2 separate regions of the Mus musculus genome follow, and region 1 is linked to region 2. The links are chromatin contacts, called in public promoter capture Hi-C maps. All regions are on one chromosome and are shown on one strand. The core of a region is the stretch at or near the end of the contact, and the rest is flanking DNA. Distances in the headings are between cores, read along the strand shown.

Region 1 (3,894 bases), core at 792-3,291, 2.1 Mb before region 2:
CATAAAATTTGGAATCAGCACCCATATTTGTGCAACATCACAGTCAGCTCTGGCCATTACAAATGGATCAAAGACTGCAAAGGTTTCTGTCATGCCTGAGTTTGCTAAGTGAGTCTGGAAGGAAGGCACAGTTACTCTGGCCAGAGTTAGAGTCATGGCCTTCACAAGTCATAGCCTGCAGATTTAGCTCCGTGTGAAACCATTCACTTCCAAAACCCTGTGAGCGTGGAAAAAGAGACAAGTCTCCCAATAGGCTTTTTAACCGTAAGCCTCACCAAACAGTATTATAAAAGTACACAACCATTCTAACGAAGCCAAAGGCTGCCATTTTTACCTATTTAAATTTAATTTAATTTCCTCCTTGCATCTCAGGTGGTCCTTCACCCATGGCGCTTGGTGTGACAGTCTTGAGGCAGGACTATCAAACTGAAAACATCACAAACGTAAAAAACGCAAAAGAGTCCCTCACCCCACTCAGCTTGCAGCCTCTTACCAGCTAACATCGAAAATTCCAACACAACTAACAATCTCTGTCTAAGGCCTCCCTCCTTCTCGCTTCCAGGCTGTAAAACCGCAGTTGTCTGGTCATCTGGACAGAGAAACCCCTTGTGCAACTTTAATGTCGCCTGGTTTTACTCTACCAGACTTTATAAGCTTGTCCACCTCATCAGCAAAAAGAGAAAAAAGAAAAAGAAACTTGTACAAAATTCTTGGGTGTAACAAGACAGCTGCCAAAACGCACAACTTGTGACTCTCCATTGAGAAGTCCACATCTGGGTATGTCTTATTTCCCTGGGCATCTCTTTTTAATTCCGGTGCTTAAAAATCTACAAATAATAATACTTATTATTTATTTATTTATTTATTTATTTAAAGCCTTTTAAAGAGGGGTTCCGACGAGGAGCTTGCACCTAAGCTTTTCTGACGGCCTTTCTATTAACACCACCTCTGCTTCACGGGCTGCTCTTGTCAATCATTTCAACTTCAGTGCCAGGAAATACGGGTTTGCCAGAATTGAAGTTCCCCCAAAAGATCGAGGCTCCTCCTCCGGCTGCCGCAGGCTACTGCTTATAGAGCTGTCACTCTGCCCCAGTCCCTGCTGACAGCCCGGCGGTGTGGGGAACGGGAGGACTTTCCAAGTAACCCCTGAAAAGCATCACACGGCGGGAACCAGAAGCCTCAGTCCCATCCTTGGGCAGTGACTTTGGGGGAATAAGTAATCTCTGTCTCTCGAGTACGAACTGTGCCGATCTCAGGTCTGAGGATTGGCTGGCCCGTGTGGAACACTGGGAAAGGCGTCCTACGGCCGGCTAGGCAGCCGCCCCCTTGGATGCTGTGGTTGTAAGGTGGGTGACCGACCGACTTCACTTGGGGTCTCTGTGCCTTCCGAACCCGCTTTCACAGCTCTTCTAGCTGGCCCCTGAGCAACGCGGGCCTCCGCCTCCGGGAAGCCCTCCGGGCCCCCCCACCCCGCCCCGGCGCGCCCCCCGCTCTACCGACTCCGGGGCGCCTAGGGCGCTGCTCCCGCCCCCACGCGGGTATCACCGGTGTCGGGACGCCCAGGAGAAAGTCCTCCAGCGCCTCGAGTCCCGGCGGAGCCCGCACGGGAGCCGTGGCGGCCGCGAGACGCCTACGGCCTCCGGGAGGTGAAGAGAGTCCAGGGACTACGGCAGCCCCGAGCTTGGGGCACACCCACGGACAGGCCCGGAGGCTGGTCCCCGCGGCTCTTACTGTTTCACGTTGTCCCCCAGCGCCTCGCTCAAGTTCTTCTTGGCTGCCTCCAGCTCGCTCACAAAGGTCGCCATTGCAGCGCGCGTCTTTCAGCCCGACCGTAGACCGCGCGGCCCACGGCCACCAGCAACCGAAAGATCAACGCGGCGGAAGGCCTGCGCGCCGGACGCTGGAGGCTCGACTCGACTCGATTCCACTCGGCTCGGCTCGGCTCGGTTCGGCTCGGCTCGGCTCGGTTCGGCTCGGCTCGGCTCGGCTCGGCTCCGCTCGGCTCGGCTCGGCTCCGCTCGGCTCGGCTCGGCTCGGCTCTGCTCGGCGGCCCCGCCCCCATCCGCTAGGGAGACGTTGCGTGGGTTTGGTTCTTGGCCCCGCCGTCTCGCAGTTGGGAAAGCACCCAGCCAAACTCCCTTCGCCAACTCCCGCCTCTTGGCTCACGTGACCCGCTTCCCCTGGTGGGCGCGTGCCCAACCTACGCCCGCCTGCCCGCCCGCGGCGGCCCCCGGGGCGCGAACTTGACCGCCCCGCCCGCCCTCCGGCCAGGCCCCGCCCTGACTGCAGGTCAGCTCTTCCCAGAAGGAAGAGCTCAGGTCCCCGAGTGCATGCAATATCTAATTTATCCTCTTGTCCTCATTTTTTTGCCAAGTGCTCACCACCTATTGTGACATTTAGTTGGTCGATCTCGTTTTCTGCCTCCTGCAACTAAAACGAGAGCTGCCTGAAGGCAGGATTTATGTTACTCAAGTTCTGAACATTCACTATTGACAGATCAAATAAAAATAATTCCCAAGCAGGACTACCAAAGGTCCTAGGGGAGGTAACAGGAGGAGTCTCAGCAGCTAGTTAGCCTGACCCACAGAGGAAAAGACGCAAAGAACCTCGTTTCAAGTCAAGGTCAAGTGGAAGGACCCACAAGCTAGCTTGTCCTCTCTCAAATTCCAAATTCACACTCGAATATGCACATATATACTACACTAGGAAGCCATAGCTGTGTTCAGCTTAAAACTTTTTAAAGCCTACTTTTAAAGTCTCTCTCTCTCTCTCTCTCTCTCTCTCTCTCTCTCTCTCTCTCTCTCTCTCTCTCGTTTTGACAGAGTGGCCTCTTAACTCACATAGATCCAACTGCCTCTAGTGCTGGCTGGGACTAAAGGCATGGGTCACCATGCCCAGCTTGTTTGTTCTTGAAATAGGGTCTCTCTTTGTAGCCCTGGCTATCTGACACCAGGCTATTATTTTGCCTTAATGTTCATGTTTGTTTGTTTGTTTTTTGAGACAGGGTTTCTCTGTATAGCCCTGGCTGTCCTGGAACTCACTTTGTAGAACAGGCTGGCCTTGAACTCAGAAATCCACCTGTCTCTGCCTCCCAAGTGCTGGGATTAAAGGCATGTGCCACCACTGCCCGGCTAATGTTCATACTTTTAATGACAGCATAATTTTTTAAAGATTTTGTTTTTAGGTAGATGTCGTTGTGAGTGAATTTACAGGTGGTTGTGAGCAGCGGGCCCTGTTAAATACTGCACAGATAAGATGCATACAATGACTTCTTTCCTGTCTATTAAACTGGGGTTTTCTCCTGTATTAAAAGAAATATTTTAACAAGCATCTTTATGCAGATTCTCCTCATTTGTAATTATTACTTTAGGACAGAATCCTGTAAGAGAATCATGGGATCGGGTGGCAGGAATCGTTATGAATGTCTCGTCCCTGTGGTCAAGCGCCTCCCAGTTTTTAAAATAATCCTCCCTATATTCAAAAGGAAGCCCCAGTTTAAACCCAGCAGCCTTCCGGGTGCTTGCAGAAGTGGTCAGGCTGCTCACTTTTCATCACGTGCATTTAACGGCCTCTGCTGCACACCTGATACCCAGTCCCTTCCAGTAGGGTGGGTGACTGGGGGCGGATAATATTACTCTTAAATATTGCCCACTTTCTGCAATTTATTTCCATAGGCCAACACAACAAAAAAGGAAGATACCCACTGGTTTATTTTTCATAGCAGCTTTTAATTTACTATTATTTATTCATTCATTTATTTATTTACATGCGTATGTGTGTAGGGACTCAAGGGTCACAGCCCACGTGTGAGGTCAAAGAACAAAGGACTCAGGTCTGCCCTTCTGCCACGTGTGTTCCAGCAAGTGAGCTCGTGATCAGGCTCGGTGAGGAGCA
Region 2 (4,352 bases), core at 1,350-3,849:
AGTTTGAAAACCACATCTTGTGATGACCTTGACTGCATGTCAAACTATTTATTCTCTCTCTCTCTCTCTCTCTCTCTCTCTCTCTCTCTCTCTCTCTCTCCCCCCCCCCCCTCTCTCTCTCTCTCTCTCTCTCTCTCTCTCCCATGTGTGTGTGTGTGTGTGTGTGTGTGTGTGTGTGTGTGTGTAGGTGTGTAGACAGGGTCTCACTACACAACTCTGGCTTGCCTGGAACTCATTGTGTGTATATACACGTGTGTTGGGGCACACAAAAACGTGTATGCATATGCATGTAGAAGATAGAGGATATCCTTGGGTGTCATTCCTCATTAATTTTACATTTATGTATCATGAATGCGTGTATCAGAGTACATATATAGAAGTCATAGGACAACTTAGGGGAGTTAGTTCTCTCCTTGTATGATACGGGTCCCTTTGTTACTACTTGTTTGGTTTTTGAGACAGGCCTGGAATGTACTAAATAGGATAGGCTGGCCAACCAGTGATCCACCTGTCTCCATCTCTCCAGTGCTGGGATTACAGGCACATGCCACCATGTCTAGCTTTTGTTTTGAGTGCATTTGGGGGACTGAATATAGGTCCTCACGCTTGCAAGACAAGTGCTTCACCAACGGAGCCACCCCCAATGCTGGTTATATACTTATGTCAGTGAACAACCTCCATCCTCCACAGACACTATCACCCTATCGGCCTTTGCCACATACATCTGTCTGCCTGTGCCCAGACTGCACACGGAGGGAAGGACATCTAGCTTCCCCTCCTTTCAAAACATTTTGCTGCTTCTCAGAAAGGACTGACAGCAAATGGAGGGGAGGGGGAACCCTGAGATTTTTAATTAACTGTTTTTAGGCCTCCCCCACCCCACCCCACCCCACCCCCAGCCCCAGTTTTTCTACCAAACAGTAAGAGGACTGTCTCTAAGGTAAGCCTGCATGCCCGGAGAATTCCACTCTTCATGCTCAAGGACCAAGTTTTGATTTTGATGAATCATGAGTCACAGTAAGAAAAGTACTTATATAATAATCAGCTTAGCTGGGCGAGGTGGCGCACGCCTTTGATCCCAGCACTTGGGAGGCAGAGGCAGGCGGATTTCTGAGTTCGAGGCCAGCCTGGTCTACAAAGTGAGTTCCAGGACAGCCAGGGCTATACAGAGAAATCCTGTCTCGAAAAACAAAACAAAACAAAACAAAATCAGCATACACCACACACACACACACACACACACACCAGATCAAATGCTAACTAACTTCATGCCACAAATGGTTACAATAGATGGGAGCAAGAGAAATCAAGAGCAAAACAGATGAACGGTCACTTCCACACTTCCTTCGTTAAAGTAGAAATACGAGGCTACAGAATAGGTAAAATCATTGATTATTTGGAATCCAATACTGAATACATTGCCTCTTAGATTCTGTCAAGTGCCTAGAAAGGAGAAAAGAGGGAGGAAAGAGATTGGGTCTGTGAAGTAAAGGTTTGAAAAGGTCTCTTTGGTACCAAAGGACCAGATTGGTTAACAAAAAGGACTGCTGAACGTCAGTCAATGAGAAAGCCTCATTGTGCAGATGCCTCTTGCTAAGTCACAGCTACACCCACCTGAAGGCAACATTTTGCTCTGTCCCGTCCACCACGCACAAGTGCAGAGATGACTAAAGATGAGTTAACTAGAACTCTGTGCACTAGAGCAATGGGTACATTAAAACCATCTAAAGGCTTATTAAAACGCAAAGTATCAAGCCCCATTCCTATTCAGTCATAATTTATGGTGGTGTTGGTGAATGCTAGAACTCTCCAAGTAATCCTGAAAAACATACCTGCTAAAACACAGTGATCTGGAAAGTATGAAATGAACTAGACGCTGAGCCAGCAGACAGCTATTACTAAGCGGTCCTGGTAGGAGATGCAAGGTAGAACTCCACCGCTTGGGAGAACTGACTCCAGCACTCAGGGAGATTCAGATCCAAGTTAGTGTTGAGACAGCACCACGTCGATAAGGGTCTGCAAGCTTGAAAAACGAAAAAGATAAACAATGCAAGCTTATAAACGGTTTATTCGAAATAATTCTCATCGGGTTTTCTTAGATTCCATATCACCCCCATTTACTTTCTGTTACATTGCTCTAGCTTGAGGTCTTAGTGGCGCTAAAATGGAAATTAGGGTGCTGCAAGAAAAGGGGTGCGCAGAGGCAGAAGGAACTGCTCCTAGCGAGGTAAGAGGTGATGAAAGGCGGGGTGCCCAATCGCCCAAAGACTTGGATGTTCCGTAACCAGGGTCTCGGAGCCTTTCATAGGGCCTCCCTATAACACTTACCATAGTTTGTAGATCTCAGCACAGGAAATAGATTCCTGTACACAGGAAGACTACACCACCACCAATGATCCGGTTACTCTGGCAACGCAAGCCCCGCCTTCCTCCAGCCACTGCTTCGAAGACGCCGCCTCGAAGCTGCTTCGTCTCCATTGGCTGGGAGTAATTAGGCCCCGCCCATTCACTCAAAGATCCACCCTTTGCCTCATCGCCTGGGGCAACGCGACGCCACCTTCTCCGTTCCAACGCGTTCACTTCCGTCTGGCTGGTAGTGACCCGGAAGTTTAAGCGTCCATACCGCTTGCATTATCTATTGGTACTTTTTTTTTAAGTAGATATCTTCCAGTTTTCGCTTTCCGAGCCGATACATAGTAGACCCTGTCTCTCTTCATTTTACACACAGCACGAAGTGTCAGTTGGTCCTTGTCCTTCAGAAGAGCATTCCGGAAATGAAACCCTGTGTAATAGGAAGTGATTAGAGTGAGCGAGGCGCTGCGTGTCAGGGAGGCTTGGGCGGGTTGGCTTCCGAGTGCCAGGGGAGTTTACAAGTCAGCCGGCTGCTGAGCGAGTGAAGAGCCTGAGCGGTGGACATTGAAGTAAGGATATCACAGGTAAGTCCTGGAGCCGGCCCGTGTGCCGGACGCGGTGGGAAGAGGATGGTCTGGGCTGGAGTTCGGCAGCCATTGGTTTGGGATTTAAAGGTTGTTCTGGGAAGAGGCTCCTCCTGACAGGGACAAACTTGGGCTCATACTCCTGGGGAATGAGGCTGACAGGCTTAATTTTTCCACCTCCTCTCCTTTTAAACTCGGCACCCATGCCTCCCCACACCTTCACCCGGTGTTTCTTAGACAAGGACACTTGCTCATCGGCATCGCATGGTCCCAGCGAAGTTTCTGACTTTAAAGTCTCTGTTTGCCATTGGATAGAGTTTCAGGATGCATTCCCAGGGCAAGGATTTGTGATGTTCAGGAAGTTAGACCGGGTACTGAATCGTATACATCTAGGAACAGTCAGCTTTTAGGACGTGTGGTCACCTATTCTACAGTCTAGACTCCAGAGACCACTTAAACCTATGCCTGGGTTTTCATTATTTAACAGGTATACATTACAGCCCGTCAAAAGGAAATAATGAAGAACGTGGGTACTAAAGACAGAAACAATTAAAAAATAACTTTTAAAGTAGATGCATTCTCTGAATATATTGTTATTGCTTTAATTCTTTCGTATGTATACATCTCTAGGTCTTCGGTGAAAGTCTTGGATTGTATTCTCATTAGTTATGGAAAAAATGACTACCCTTAAAAGTTCGGAAAACAAAGGTAAGTGTTTTTGTTTTGATAATAATTGATTTGGTTTTTTGTTTGATTGGTTGCTTTTTTGGTTTGGGGGGGAGGGTTGTGTTTTGGGTTTATTTTGGAGTAGGAGGGCGTTATTTGAGACAGGGTTTCTCTGGGTTGCCTTGGCTGCCCTAGAACTCATTGGCCTTGAACTCAGAGAGCTCCCCCTTGATTATCTAGTAAGGCAGGTAATACAACTGTTCGTTTTATTTTTACTACACTGTAACTATTGTTAGTGAAAACAGATGTTTGTGCTACATGGATCAATGAAAACTATACCTATATTTGATGTCACTTGTCTGCATCCTTTAACTGTCTCGGGAGAGCAATGTGATTGTCAGTATAACAACAGAACTTTCTCTCAAGCATGTGAATAGCACTGCCATCATAGGAGGGGTGGACCATTACCTATAGGGCTCATCGCAAACCTAAAATAAACAATTTAACTAAATATTAAAATTGTAGACTTGTACATTAAAAATACAGTGATGACAGTTAATTTAGCAAACAGATAGTAAGGTCTGGGGCATTTAAATAATAAGGATCAGGTGGAAATGATTCTATGAACAAATGAATTTGGAAATGCTGGGTTGGATTGGTTATACAGGCATTTCTTAGCACTGTTAGGAAACCAGTGTATACTGTGAAACACCAGAAGCTGTGCTTCATGCATAAGTGTGCACACGCATT

The links. Promoter capture Hi-C pulls out the DNA fragments that hold promoters and counts their contacts.
Region 1: a promoter capture Hi-C map of pre-B cells shows a contact between it and region 2, with 2.0 times the contacts expected there. The contact joins the promoter of Tada1 here to the promoter of Blzf1 in region 2. A contact is called at or near these places in 5 of 39 promoter capture datasets (the HPC-7 cell line, hippocampal neurons, liver and 2 more) and 1 of 9 other capture datasets (adipose tissue).

The regions. Positions count from the first base shown.
Region 1 is chr1:166,377,314-166,381,207 of GRCm38.p6, reverse strand. It overlaps Tada1 (transcriptional adaptor 1), which reads right to left and starts at 2,041. Exons shown (of 8, transcript NM_030245.3): 1 at 1,732-2,041. The coding sequence starts at 1,805.
Region 2 is chr1:164,305,731-164,310,082 of GRCm38.p6, reverse strand. Blzf1 (basic leucine zipper nuclear factor 1) reads left to right here and starts at 2,599. Exons shown (of 7, transcript NM_001160209.1): 1 at 2,599-2,936; 2 at 3,567-3,644. The coding sequence starts at 3,605. It overlaps Nme7 (NME/NM23 family member 7), which reads right to left and starts at 2,411. Exons shown (of 14, transcript NM_138314.4): 1 at 2,329-2,411; 2 at 1,833-2,023.